2 separate regions of the Mus musculus genome follow, and region 2 is linked to region 1. Evidence: chromatin contacts called from public HiChIP or PLAC-seq data. All regions are on one chromosome and are shown on one strand. Each heading gives the region's core, a stretch centred on a gene start, on an enhancer-like site or on the middle of the called end of the contact. The rest is flanking DNA. Distances are from core to core; before and after follow the strand shown.

Region 1 (6,247 bases), core at 3,606-6,105:
TGTTAAGGGATGTTTCTGTAGTCAACGAATTCACCTGAAACGTGATGTGCAGGTGTTAGACATCTGACTAACCCTTACGTGGTGGTTGCTCTTCTTCCTCTGAAATTCCCCCTATCAAGTGACTCTTTGTTAGTGTATTAATTGGGGGGAGGGGTGCGGAAAGGACGGCGCTACAGGAGTGGTTCTCAACCTGTGGGCCGCGACCCGTGCAGCAACCCTCTGTCTCCAAAAATAGTTGCCTTACCATTCATAGTCGTAGCAAGATTACAGTAACAGCAGAAATCATTTTATGGTCACAACATGAGGCACTGTACTAAAGGGCCGGAGCATTAGGAAGGCTGAGAGCCACTGCTGTTGAAGAACAGAACGGCCAGAATGAATTTATATGGGGATTTATTAGAATGGCTTACAGGCCAGCTAGTCCAACAATGGCTGTCTAGCAACGAAAAGCCCAAGAATCCAGTAATTATTCAGTCCTCAAGGCTGGACGCCTCATCTGGTCAGCGGTAGGCACTGGAATCCCGAAGAAATAGGGAGGCTCTGATGCCAGTGAAGGAGTGGACTTGCCGGTGAGAGTGAAGGCAAGAAGGCAAAGAACACAAGCGTCCTTCTTCCATGCCCTTGATATAGGCTACCAAAAAGCCCAGATTTAAGGTGGATCTTCCCATCTCCAAAAGATCCGAATTTAAGTGGATTTTCCCAGTTCAAATAATAATTAAGAAAAGCTTCCAGGTGCACTGAGCCACTTGCATTTTAGTTCATTCAAGACTCTGTCTAGCTAACTGCCAAGAATAGCCATCACAGTTATGATACCCCTCTCCCAGTCTTTCTCGGGTGTGTAAGGTCCACGAGTATAGTTAGTCGTTTATAGGATCTCTCTATAACAATGTAAGCTTTCCCAGGCCAATATGACCCTAAGTTTAATACTGCGTTTGTCAGTGGGAGACTAGATGGAAAGGTTACCCCTCGAACCTGCAGAGAGAGAGAGAGAGAGAAAGAGAGAGAGAGAGAGAGAGAGAGAATACAGATAGACATAGAATGTCTCCAAAACATCTGGTCAACCCACCCATGGCACAGAGGGTTAGAGAGCACACCAAAGGAGAGAAACAGAGGCTACACCCCTTACAAGTCCATAGATGATTGAGCCAACCCCTGAACCCAACACTCTGTCAGTCTCAGTTGGTCCCACATTTCAGAGAAGGACTTGAAAGACTTGCAGAAAGTGTTTTAGAGAGTAAGCTTACGGTAAGAGTTAGATACAGAGCTTCCTGGCCTCCTCAGGGGGAGGGGGGTGGTAAAGTTTCAGAAGACATTGAAACATAGGCAGCCATAGGGAAAGAATATAGTCCGCAAGGTCTCAAAGTATAAACCTTAGAGCCGGGACCTCAGGGAGCCTCACTTGGTTTCCTGATATCCTGCCTGGGGGTGACAGTGCCTCGTGAGCCTAGGGAAGGAAAGGTTAAGGGAGGTGCGTGTGTCACGGTAGCTGGCACGTAGTGAACGTTCAAAGTCATAGCGATGATCAACATTGGATCACTACAGGTGTTCATGATCATTGAGGAGTGACGTGAGGAAGAATTCCAGAAGCATCTGCAATAGTCCCTGCGCGAGATTATCAGAGTCTGCGCAGAAATTGTAAACTGGAAGCACGTGGGCAGAAAAGAGGGCTCAGGTATGATGTGTGCTCTGTGGTGGGGCTGGAGCTGCAAGCAAGGCAGGCCTGCTTGTTTCCCATTCAACAGGGCTCATTGTTTGTTTTGGTTTTTTTTTAAGTGCCCTTACAGGTCACATTTAAACATCAGAAGATTTCACGTGTAAACTATAGGCTCCTCTTACACTTAGAATACCCGGCAATGCAGGGCTGGCACTTCTTCTTGGCAAGAGGCTGCTTAATCTAAGCCTTCTGCGTCTCCATTAAACGAAGCCTGCTGGCTCTGGCAGAGACCCTTGCCTCTGCCTCTTGGGTGCTAGGATTAAAGGTGCACACTACTACTACCCTTGGCTACATTTTCCTGTTTCAAAGGGTTAGATTGTTACATACTCAGGACATCTTTTGACCTGAGGCTGCTTCAAAGAGAAAGTCTTACAGATGAGAATAATGGGTAATAAAATAACTGGCAACTTGGATTAATGTTTCTTAGACCGGAGAGCCCTGCTGTGCTTTTCTTCTTTTCCTTCTTCCGTTTTTTTAAAAGGAGGGGTCTCATTATGGAGCTCTGGCTGGCCTGGAACTCACTATGTAGACTAAGCTGGCTTTGAACTCACAGAGATCCACTGGTAGCTGCCTCCCAAGTGCTGGGGCAAAGAACATGCACCCGCCACACCCAGCCCCTGAATGGGCTTCTAATGTCCCATTTTGTTAACAACAGTGTATGTTTCTTGTGGCAAAGCCTTTTTCTATATAGGAAATATTCAGTAATTGTGAGTCTAAATGAATGTATATCTTTTACCAACTGAAATAAGAATGAATGTTTTAAAAAGTGGAATTGTGGGATGTCTTTGATAAAGTGAGGGACATGAGTAGAAATAGTGTAGAAAAATTATGAGATGTGAAAAATGGATTCGATGGGCTGGTGAGATGGCTCAGCGGGTAAGAGCACTGACTGCTCTTCTGAAGGTCTTGAGTTCAAATCCCAGCAACCACATGGTGGCTCATAACCACCTGTAATGAGATCTGACACCTTCTTCTGGTGCATCTGAAGACAGCTACAGTGTACTTATGTATAATAATAAATAAATCTTTTTTAAAAAAGAAAAGAAAATGGATTCGAGGCCAGCCTGGTCTACAGAGTGAGTTCCAGGACAGCCAGGACTACACAGAGAAACCCTGTCTCAAAAAAACAAAACAAAACAAAACAAAAAACCAAAAAAACAGAAAGAAAGAAAGAAAGAAAGAAAGAAAGAAAGAAAGAAAGAAAGAAAGAAAAAATGGAAGATTCTGGAATAAAGGAAATGAACTGTTATACATATTGGAGGACCCCAAGATTAAGGAAGAAGAGCCAATAGCATTATTACTGCCAGGCTGTGGATGAAAAATATCCCAGTCCGCCATCACAAACAGATCTTCTTCCACATGTTCTGCTCTAGTGGTTTGAATAGGAATGACAAGCCCATAGACTTGTGCATTTCAGTGCCTAGCCCATATGGAGTGGGTCTATTAGGAGGTGTGGCTTTGTTGGAGTAGGTGTGGCCTTGCTGGAAGAAGTGCGTCACTGTGAGGGCAGGCTTTAAGGTCTCATACTCTCAAGCTACAGCCAGCGTGACAGTCTCTTTCTGCTGCCTGCAGATCAAGATGTAGAACTCTCAGCTCCTTCTCTAGCACCATGTCTGCCGGCATGCCACCATGCTTCCCACCATGATGATAATGGACTGAACCTCTGAACCTGTAAGCCTGTGCCAGTAAAATGTTTTCCATTATAAGAGTTGTCATGGTCATGGTGTCTCTTCAGAGCAGTAAAACCCTCACTAAGAGAGTTGTGTTGCATGGATCAGGACTGTGGCTCACTTAGGAGGTCATGAGGAAGATGTCACCCTGGTAACTCCAGGTTCCAACATGGTCTTTCCTTGGAAACATTTTCTGTTATCCAATCTTTTCTATATTAAGCACGCAGATTTGCCCTTTTGGAAGCCTATTTAAAACAAACAAACAAACAAACAAAAAGCTCACCACTTCAAAATCTTTCTACTGTATTTCTGACAAGGGTCAGGTTCCAAGTGTAGGTGCTTTGGGTTTAGCTATCTTAGGGTTTTAATGCTGTAAAGAGACACTTTTATAAAGAAAATGAATTAGGACTGGCTTACCGTTTCAGAGGTTTAGTCCATTGTCGTCATGGCAGGAGTCATGGCAGCATGCAGGCAGACATAGTGCTGGAGAAGGAGCCGAGAATTCTACATCTTTTAGATAGATAGATAGATAGATAGATAGATAGATAGATAGATAGATTTATTGTATGTACACAAGTACACCAGTAGAGGGCATCAGATCTGCTACAGATGGTTGTGAGCTACTATGTCGTTGCTGGGAATTGAACTCAGGTCCTCTGGAAAAGTAGACAGTTCTCTTAGTGAGCAATCTCTCCAGCTCCCGAGAGTTCTACATCTTGATCCACAGTCAGAAGTGAAGAGTGAGACATACTGGCCAGACTAGGGCTTTTGAGATCTCAAAGCCTGCCCTCAGTGACCCACGACCTCCAACAGGGTCACACCTACTCCAGCAAGGCCACACCTTCTATAATGCTACTCGGTATGGGTCAAGCATTCAAACACATGAGTCTGTAGAGGCCATTCCTACTCAAACCACCACAATAACAATGGTTTTATTTTGTTTGTTTGTTTGTTTGTTTGTTTGAGCAAACTATGTCCTAGGTTTTCCAGATTTTTTTTTTTTTTTTTTTTTTTTTTTTTTTTTTTTTTTTTTTTTTTTTTTGCTGATCTGAATGCTCAGTAGTTTTTAATCCCATGGTGCTTAGGGCTTCGACTGGCCTGACTTCTTAAACTAGGACAGTGCTGTCATGCCTCTGCTGCCCCCTGCTGGTCATAATTGGTAACTACCGCTCCAGGGAAAAGGCCTGACTTCTTGGTTCTAAAAATAATCCTGCAGGATGTGGGTAAAGTAAGTTGGTTTTGTAAATGTCTGTGGGACATCATTTTAACGGTGCTGTAGTCCCTGCAAAGACTAGCCACTACTCCATGTTTCCCAGAAGATTTTAGACTGGACGGAGGGGAAAACTTGGACCTAAAGTGGATCGAATGTCTTAGGGGAAAATGGTTCTTCTACATAAAGTCTGTCACCAACAAGCTCTGCACCTTTGTAGTCCCTAGGCTAAGAGCGTCCTGTTTTCTCATTAGAGGAAATGCTAGAGCATCGATAGCAGGAAGCGAAACGCTATTTGAAATCCTGATGAGCTGCTGCCGCTTCGGGGAGAGCCTTGACTATGCAAAGGCCAGACCCAGGAAATGAGAGATTATAGAAAGTTCATAGAAGAAAAATAGGAGTGAAGCTTGATGACTTTGGACAAGGCATGCGTTTCTTTGACATAACGCCAATAAATTAATTAATTAATAAAGTAACGAAGGGAGAGAAAAATGGAACTTCATTCTCATTTCAGGTTGGGGTGTCGATAGGTATTGTCAAGAAAATGTAAAAAACAAAAATCTAGGTGAGGAAAAAAAAAGGTTTTGCAAGTCATCAGCAAGGAAGTAGTGTTTCAGGCTGGAGAGATGGCTCAGTGGTAAAGAGCGCTGACTGCTCTTCCAAAGGTCCTGAGTTCCCATCACTCAGGAGGGAGAGGCAGGCAGATTTCTGAGTTTGAGGCCAGCCTGGTCTACAAAGTGAGTACCAGGACAGCCAGGGCTACACAGAGAAACCCTGTCTCAAAAAGAAAAACAAAAAAAGATTTATTTATTTATTATATATGAGTACACTGTAGCTGTCTTCAGTCACCCCAGAAGAGGGCATCAGATCTCATTACGGATGGTTGTGAGCCACCATGTGGTTGCTGGGAATTGAACTCAGGACCTCTGGAAGAACAGTCAGTGCTCTTAACTGCTGAGCCATCTCACCAGCCCGCTGATGCACGTTTCAAAAGATGCTCACATCATTTGTCAGAAAAATATCAATCAAAACTACAGTCAAAAGCTACTTTCGCACCTAATAAGGTTGTCAGTTTGAACGGACACAGCGTAACTACTGCAAGAAGCTGGAACACCCCTGCCCGGGTGACAGACTTGCACATGATACAATCAACTGGCAAACACTTTGACAGTTCCTCACACTGCAAAACACAGAGGAGTAAATGGAAGATTCATTTTCTCAGCAATCGAATTCTTTAGTATATGCCCAAGAGAATAGAAAACATATCCACACAAAAACCTATACATAAGTGATAATCATAATATTGCCAATGATACTGAAATGGCTAAAACAACCCAACCATTCATCAGCTGATGAGTGATATATCTGTGCAAGGAAATACTACTTTGCAAGAAGAAGAAGAAGAAGAAGAAGAAGAAGAAGAAGAAGAAGAAGAAGAAGAAGAAGAAGAAGAAGAAGAAGAAGAAACTGTCCATTCATGCTACAATATAGACAGACCAAGAAATAAGCAAGGTGAAAAAAATCATCACAAAAGATCACTTGCTGAGCTGGGCAGTGGTGGCACACGACTTTAATCCCAGCACTTGGGAGGCAGAGGCAGGCAGATTTCTGAGTTAGGGGCCAGCCTGGTCTACAGAGTGAGTTCCAGGACAG
Region 2 (7,153 bases), core at 1,497-3,996, 760 kb after region 1:
AATTTCAAATTTTGCAACCAGTTGTTTCAGATGACTTAGAGTGACCCAGCTTTGTGTGTGCAAAAAAATCAAAGGGCTAAGCAGCTCTTATCAACCCCAGCAGAAGTTATAAATTACAGTTTCAAGGTTACTGCCCTGCAAACATAAAGTATTCAAGGGCTGAAAACTAATTTTGCACATGACCCTGAGAATTATTCATAACACTTGCGATCTTGGATTCCCAGCACTTACACCCTTGTGACTGATACAGTAATCTCTCACCGAAATGCCAGCAAATTCCATTGTCTCAGGCCCCTCTTTGGCACAAAATTTGGTGACTTTTTATATATTCCACAATATATTACCATATGCAGTCAGCTTATCCAATAAGAATGGTCCAACCTCCTTATTATGCCTTTTCATAATTTTTTTAATCAAATGATTTTTAAGGGATATGCTAGTTTTTAGTGAATTACCTCAGGTTTAGGAAATAAATATCAATATATCTTTTCTCGTTTAAAAAAGTATCAGCTACTCAGATATTAAAAACAATGAATTTATGAAATTCTTGGGCAAATGGATGGATCTGGAGGATATCATCCTGAGTGAGGTAACCCAATCACAAAAGAAGTCACTTGATATGCACTCACTGATAAGTGGATATTAGCCCAGGAACCTAGAATACCCAAGATACAATTTGCAAAACACAAGAAAATCAAGAAGAACGAAGACCAAAGTGTGGATACTTATTCCTCCTTAGCATAGGGGAAAAAACACCCATGGAAGGAGTTACAGAGACAAAGTTTGGAGCTAAGATGAAAGGAAGGACCATCCAGAGACTGCCCCACCCAGGGATCCATCACATAATCAGCCACCAAACCCAGACACTATTGCATATGCCAGCAAGATTGTGCTGAAAGGACCCTGATATAGCTGTCTCCTGTGAGGCTATGCCAGTGCCTGGCAAATACAGAAATGAATGCTCACAGTCATCTATAGGATGGAACACAGGAACCCCCAATGAAGAAGCTAGAGAAAGCACCCAAGGAGCTAAAGGGGTCTGCAACCCTATAGGTGGAACAACAATATGAACTAACCAGTACCCCGGAGCTCGTGTCTCTAGCTGCATATGTATCCGAAGATGGCCTAGTCGGCCATCAGGGGAAAGAGAGGCCCATTGGTCTTGCAAACTTTATATGTCCCAGTACAGGGGAACGCCAGGGTCAAAAAGTGGGAGTGGGTGGGTAGGGGAGCAGGGTGGGGGAAGGGTGTAGGGATAGCATTTGAAATGTAAATAAAGAAAATATCTAATTAAAAAATAAAAAGTATCAGCTCAAGTATAGATTCCGGGCTATGAAGGATGTATAAGTCAAAATATCATTAATGAATTTAAAGGTTGACAGAATTTAAAATAATGTGGTGGTGTAGTGGTTTCAATAAGAATGAAACACCCCCCCCCCCATAGGCTCAGAGCTTTGAATGCTGGGTCCCCAGGGTGCCCTGTGTGGCCTTGTTAGAGCAGGTGTGGCCTTAGTGGAGAAAGTATGTCATTGGAGGTGGCTTTGGGATTTCAAATACTCAAATCAGGCCCAGTGTCTCTCTTTGTACTGCCTGTGGATCCAGATGTAGAGCTCTCAGTTACCTCTCCAGCACCATGTCTGCCTGCATGTCACAATGCTGACAATGGACTGACCCTCTAAATGTCTGAGCCAGCCCCAATGAAATGTTGACCTTCGTAAGAGCTGCCTTGCCCGTGGTGTGTCTTCCCAGCAACAGGACACTGACTGAGACCCCTGGTGATCAGTAAATATAATAAAGGTCACTCATTAGATGAAAATAATCCTTAAAAGTATGAAGACAATAATGCAAAAGCAACCACTTTCAACTACAGCATCCATCTTGACTAATAGAAGCAAGGCAGGACAATTATTCCTAAATTCCTCCCACAGAGAAGAGTGAGCACTGAAGCACTTTTAATGTGCTGGTCAGCTCGAGTGAGATTTGTGGTGTTTCTACAACCACAGAAACCAAAATAACCCCTATAAAAGATGAAGGCAAACACAACATGCTATAAGAAATGAGCGCAGGGAGAAGTAAGAGAGCGTCATTGGCTAGGTCCGTGGCATAAAATAAAAATGATGATTTTTTTGTGTGAGGTTATTAAAAAGAGTGACTCACACAGCAGTGCAAAATAAAGAAGCGGCGCAGAAGGGTCTGAAAAGAGATGTGGGAGAAAAGGTGTTTCCTTTCGCCGGTACATGCAGGCACCAATAAAAGGGAAGCAATACTTTTCAAAAGAGCTCACTCGCGGTCAGATTTCGTCACTCCCATGAAAGCAGAGAAGAGAATATTAAAAACAGGAAAGCCTGCATCCGCCCTTAAAACGTAACACAAATAAGGTTCTTCTGAAAGCCTCTGCTGGATCACGTGCAGAGAGGAAACACAAAAGGAAAGGTCAAATCCCCACTCATCCCAGCGACCACTGTTCCTGTGATCAGGGTCCTGAGAGCCCAGCACATTCCCACTGGCTTCTGCAGAAGCAGAAGAAAGCCCAGAGTGCAGCTAGGTCACCAGGTACGGAAAGCACCAACTGAACACCACCTGCCTAAATCCAGTAGGTAATTCTGGCAGGTCAGGACACAGGCTTATCACCTTACAAAGGACTAAGGAAGAACCCGTATGCTGACTCTCAACATGGACAAGCAAATCTGGGAGATGCTGGGGGTCCCCCCAACCCCCGCCTTGAAAACTCTGGCTCGTGCTCCAATCAAAATGAAGACGCTCCAACAGCAAGCCAATCCCCTCCTTTCTAGAGCTCCCTTCCTCTCTCCTTACAGCCTGCGTCTTTGAAAGGGAATTCACAGAAAGCTTTCTGTTCTCCTCTTTTGTAAGCTTGAAAGACAACACACACCAAACTCAAAAGCGCTCTCATTGTCAAACCGGACAGGCCAGCGTGGCATCTGCTCTCCGGTCTACTTGACAGACAGACGCTAAAAGTAAAACAGGACACCATAGTAACTGGCAGCTCACTCTGGTGTTAGCAAAGTGAGAGCTAAGGTTACCAAGCTTGGTAACAATCCCCCAGCGTCAGAAGCCGGGACTCAGGCCCATACTTATAAAAGGTAAAAGCAAGAAATAATATCCCATGCAAAAAAAGAAAAGAAGAATGGGAGGAGGAGGAGGAAGAGAAGATAGAAGAGGAAGAGGTAGAGGAGAAAGAAGAGAAGGAAGAGGAAGAGAAACAGGAGGAGGAGGGGAAGCAGGAGGGGAAGGAGTGAGAGGAAGAGGAGAAACAGAAAGAGTAAGAAGAGGATAAGGATGGGGAAGAGGGGGAAGAAGAGGAGGAGGAACAGGGAAAGGGAGAGGAAGAGGAGGAGGAAGAGGAGGAGGAGGAAGAGGAAGACAACGAGGAAGAAGAGGAGAAAGAAGAGAAGGAGGAGGAAGAAGAGGAGGGAGAGGAAGAGGAGGAGAAAGAGAAAAGGAAGGGGAAGAGGAGGGGGAAGAAGGAGAAGGGAAAGAGGAAGAGGAAGAAGAAATTGTTCCAAGCAAAGAAAACTGTGAACATTGGCAGTGGTTTGGAGCTAAGATTAAATGTCACTGGCTGGTTACAAAGGAAGAGTATGTGGCTTAGGCTGACATTTGTGAAAATGAGGTTGACAGAGCAAACCATGGAAGCCAGTGCAGGGATTGGTAAACAAGAACAGACACTAAGGAGAGTGCTACTATCAGATAGGCAGATTTAAATTCTAACAAGGAAACCGTGAAAATGGGTAGGACTCACACAGGGAGACTCTGATCTCTAATGCTGCAGCCTTGACTAAGCTCCGCTGTCTGTCGGGGTAAGAGTTTAAGTCAGAGAGCACAGCTGTGGCTCGAGGATCAGTGTAAATGGTAGCAGCATTTACTAATCTGGGGGGGGGGGGGTGAGGAGGTCAAAGTTGAGGTAGAAAAGGAGTTCTGGCTTTGGCATGTCAGGGTGCCCTAGGCAAGGTTACCCAGTCAGTGATAACACAAAAAGAAGTGAGGACGGGAGAGCTGGGCAGATGGGGAGATAAGAGGGAAAGTGACCTAAATACAACTGGGACTGAGGCCACGAAGGAGACGCATCCACTGAGTGAGAAGCAGCGGCTCAGCTCAAGGTGAGTCAGCCTACAGAGGATCTAGGAGAGAGGCACAAGTCAAAGAGGGGAGAGGTCAAAGGACGTCGCTAGTAACACGAGCCGTGAGAGGAACCCTCCTAAGTGAGTGTCTTGCTTATGCCATGACCAAGGCAACATACCGAAGAAAGCACTTCATCTGAAGGCTCGTGGCTTCAGAGGCCTAGAGTCCATGACCATCGCAGCGGGGAGCATGGCAGCGGGCAGGCACAGTGCTGGAGCAGGAGCTGAGAGGCCCCGGAAAGGATGTGGGCTTTTGAGACCTCATAGCCTGTCCCCGGGGACACATCTTCTCCAACAATGCCACACATCTTAGTCCTTCTCAAATCATTCTGCCCACTGGGACCAAGCATTCAAATACATGAGCCTATACTAGTAGACATACTCAAAAGACCACAGTAATTCACACACACACACACAGACACACACACAGAGACACACACACATACACACACAGACACACACATACCCAGACACACACACACCCCACATGTCTTAGGGTTTTACTGCTGTGTACAGACACCATGACCAAGGCAACTCTTATAAGGACAACATTTAATTGGGGCTGGCTTTCAGGTTCAGAGGTTCAGTCCATTATTATCAAGGCAGGAACATGGCAGCCTCCAGGCAGGCATGGCGCAGGAGGAGCTGAGAGTTCTACATCTTCTCTTCATCTGAAGGCTGCTAGGAGAAGTCTGGCTTCCAGATAGCTAGGACTAGGGTGTAAAAGCCCATGCCCACAGTGTCACACCTACTCCAACAAGGCCACAATGGGAGTACAGTGTCACTCCCAAACACCGCAGCCTGTCCAATAGAAACCTCAGGACTTTGTTGGTCAGTGGGATCCCATAGACGGCCCCCAAATATCACAGGTCGTTTCTACTACTGTTGATATTCTGAGAGGGAAGACCCTATTACTAACAACTTCATGTATTTGAATCTTAGAACGTGGAAAACTCAAACCGGTACTTGTGGGGAGCGGGTGTGGCGGCAGTCCTAAAGGCGCCAGGGACTGCAGCTAAGTCATATGACTTGCACCTGACTTCCTCATATAAGACACAAACATCTTGAGTGCTGCGCAGGTGTACCAGGATACAGGTGAATCCAATTTGGTGGAGATTTGCCCCTGCTGCCCTGATTAGCTGAAGCTGCGTGCCTGGTGAGGTGGCGTGGCCTGCTGTGCGTGGATGGGAACTGAGAGTATAAAAGGAGTGAGAGGCCCAGGGTTCGGGGGAGATATATAAACAAGGGGGAGATATAAAAACAAGGGAGATATAAAAACAAGGGAGATATAAACAAGGGAGATATAAACAAGAAGAATCAGGATTGAATAAACGTGTGCAGAAGGATCCTGTAGCAGCGTCGTTCTTCCTGGCCAGTTGAGCGCGCGCAACAAGTGGTGCCGAAACCCGGGAAAAGAAACATCTTCAGGCATGAGTGAAGACCCCCTGCTACAGGGAGGATTCAGAACTGCATCACGGGGAAGGAGTGGTTAATAAAAGTTCCTGTAAAACAGACTGTTGAGAAGGATCCGGCGTGGATTCAGAACTCTTCAGCTGGGGAACGGTACTGATGAAGAGAAAGAAGAAAGATGAAGACGGAATAAACTGCTGTTAGAAGGACTGGTGGTCGCATCGTTCTTGCTGGTCGAGAGCAGGCGTGACAATTGGTGGCCCGTACGGGGAACCGACTCCCCCACCAAGTTTAGAACTTTCAGCAGTCAGTGGTTGCAGGCAGGGTAAGTTCACGGTAAGTGAAACTTGCGACCCCAGGAGTTTGGGAAGGACCTCGGATAAAATAGAGGCAAGTATAAAGTTGCCAGGAAGCAGGCACAAGGTAACGAAAGGTTCCCGGTTTGGGACACGTTAAGGTTCCCGGTTTGGGGACAAGTTAAGGAACTATGATAACCTCAGTGTAGTGATCAATAGATCCTCGCTGAGTAGTTATGCTTTTTTCTCCCATTGACCCTTTGTGGGTAGGTCTGATAGTTTTGGTCTTGTTTGTTCTGATATATGGACTCTGTTACTGTTTGAATCAAGAGGCAGTCAAGACAGGTCAGAAAATCCTTATAGAGCAACAAGAAAGTATGTCGGAAGAGGAGAAGGGCTTAAAAAGAAAAAGGAAAAAGAAAGGAGACACAGTGTTATCAGGTGGACAGAAAGGACAAAATAAAAGAGTCGAGGCGGAGGAGGAAGGCGAATTAGCTTCTGCGCCTCCTCCCTATGCCTCCTCAGCAGCCACCTGTAGGTGGACCTTCTGTCCGGAGATTTGGAGAGGATCGACCAGATCCGGTGTTGACGTGGGCGAGAGGGTCTGTTTGTGTGTTTCCACAGGACCAGACGGAACCTCTTTGGGTGCCGGAGAGATTGGTGAGACGCTGCAAGAATGAGGCTCCTGATCCAGTTGCCCCTGTGGATGTGGTGGATGATCCCACACGCACAAAGGATGGAGCCGAGATGAGAGATCCTTTCGGTATTCCAGAAGCCGATACCAGCTCGACATGACATTCAATTTTTTCCACGCTTTTTGATCCCTGAATTCCCCTTAAAGAGATAGCCCCGCTGGCTATCTATCCCTTGCTTTAGGGAAGATGAGCGGGGATGAGAGCCCTGGGATGTATGCTTGTTATAGTGTGTGTGTGTTTTGTGTTTGGCACATGTGTTAGGTGCAGAGTGTGCGGGTCCGCACTTTCGCCATGGTAGCGTAGGCTTTTGCTGCAGTGGAGGCGGGACAATCTCCTCAGATTCGGTTTGCCGCTCTAAAAGAAATTATGCTGCGTTATGCCGTGGGGTGCGAGGCTAAGCACTGCACAGAGGATAGCTTGCTGTTGGCATCCTGTGGAAGGCACGTCTGATTGCATGAAGGTTCAGTGTCCTAGTTCCCTTCCCCCGGGAAAAACGACACGGGAGCTGGCCAAGACCTCTCTGGGTGATGAGCCTAAGGGATGGTTTTGTGTAGGGCCCCTATGCTTGCACACTGGGGATCAGACCTCTACCTTCACCCATGAGGCTTGCTTG

Evidence for each region. HiChIP or PLAC-seq counts read pairs in DNA pulled down with a chosen protein or histone mark.
Region 2: a contact with region 1 is called in an H3K27ac HiChIP or PLAC-seq map of large pre-B cells, with 4 times the contacts expected there. The contact joins two enhancer-like sites. A contact is called at or near these places in 1 of 15 datasets of contacts at CTCF or cohesin (large pre-B cells), 2 of 115 datasets of contacts at active chromatin or transcription factors (acute myeloid leukemia and large pre-B cells) and 2 of 9 other capture datasets (liver and macrophages).

Annotation. Positions count from the first base shown.
Region 1 is chr10:120,120,811-120,127,057 of GRCm38.p6, forward strand. No RefSeq gene overlaps it. Among named protein-coding and RNA genes, the nearest start is that of Helb, 11 kb to the left of the region's middle. Within about 2 kb of position 4,856, at least 27 of the 459 cell types and tissues checked have an H3K27ac peak or open chromatin away from gene starts, as enhancers often do.
Region 2 is chr10:120,880,220-120,887,372 of GRCm38.p6, forward strand. All of the region lies in intron 1 of Msrb3 (methionine sulfoxide reductase B3), which reads right to left. Among named protein-coding and RNA genes, the nearest start is that of Msrb3, 15 kb to the right of the region's middle. Within about 2 kb of position 2,747, at least 204 of the 459 cell types and tissues checked have an H3K27ac peak or open chromatin away from gene starts, as enhancers often do.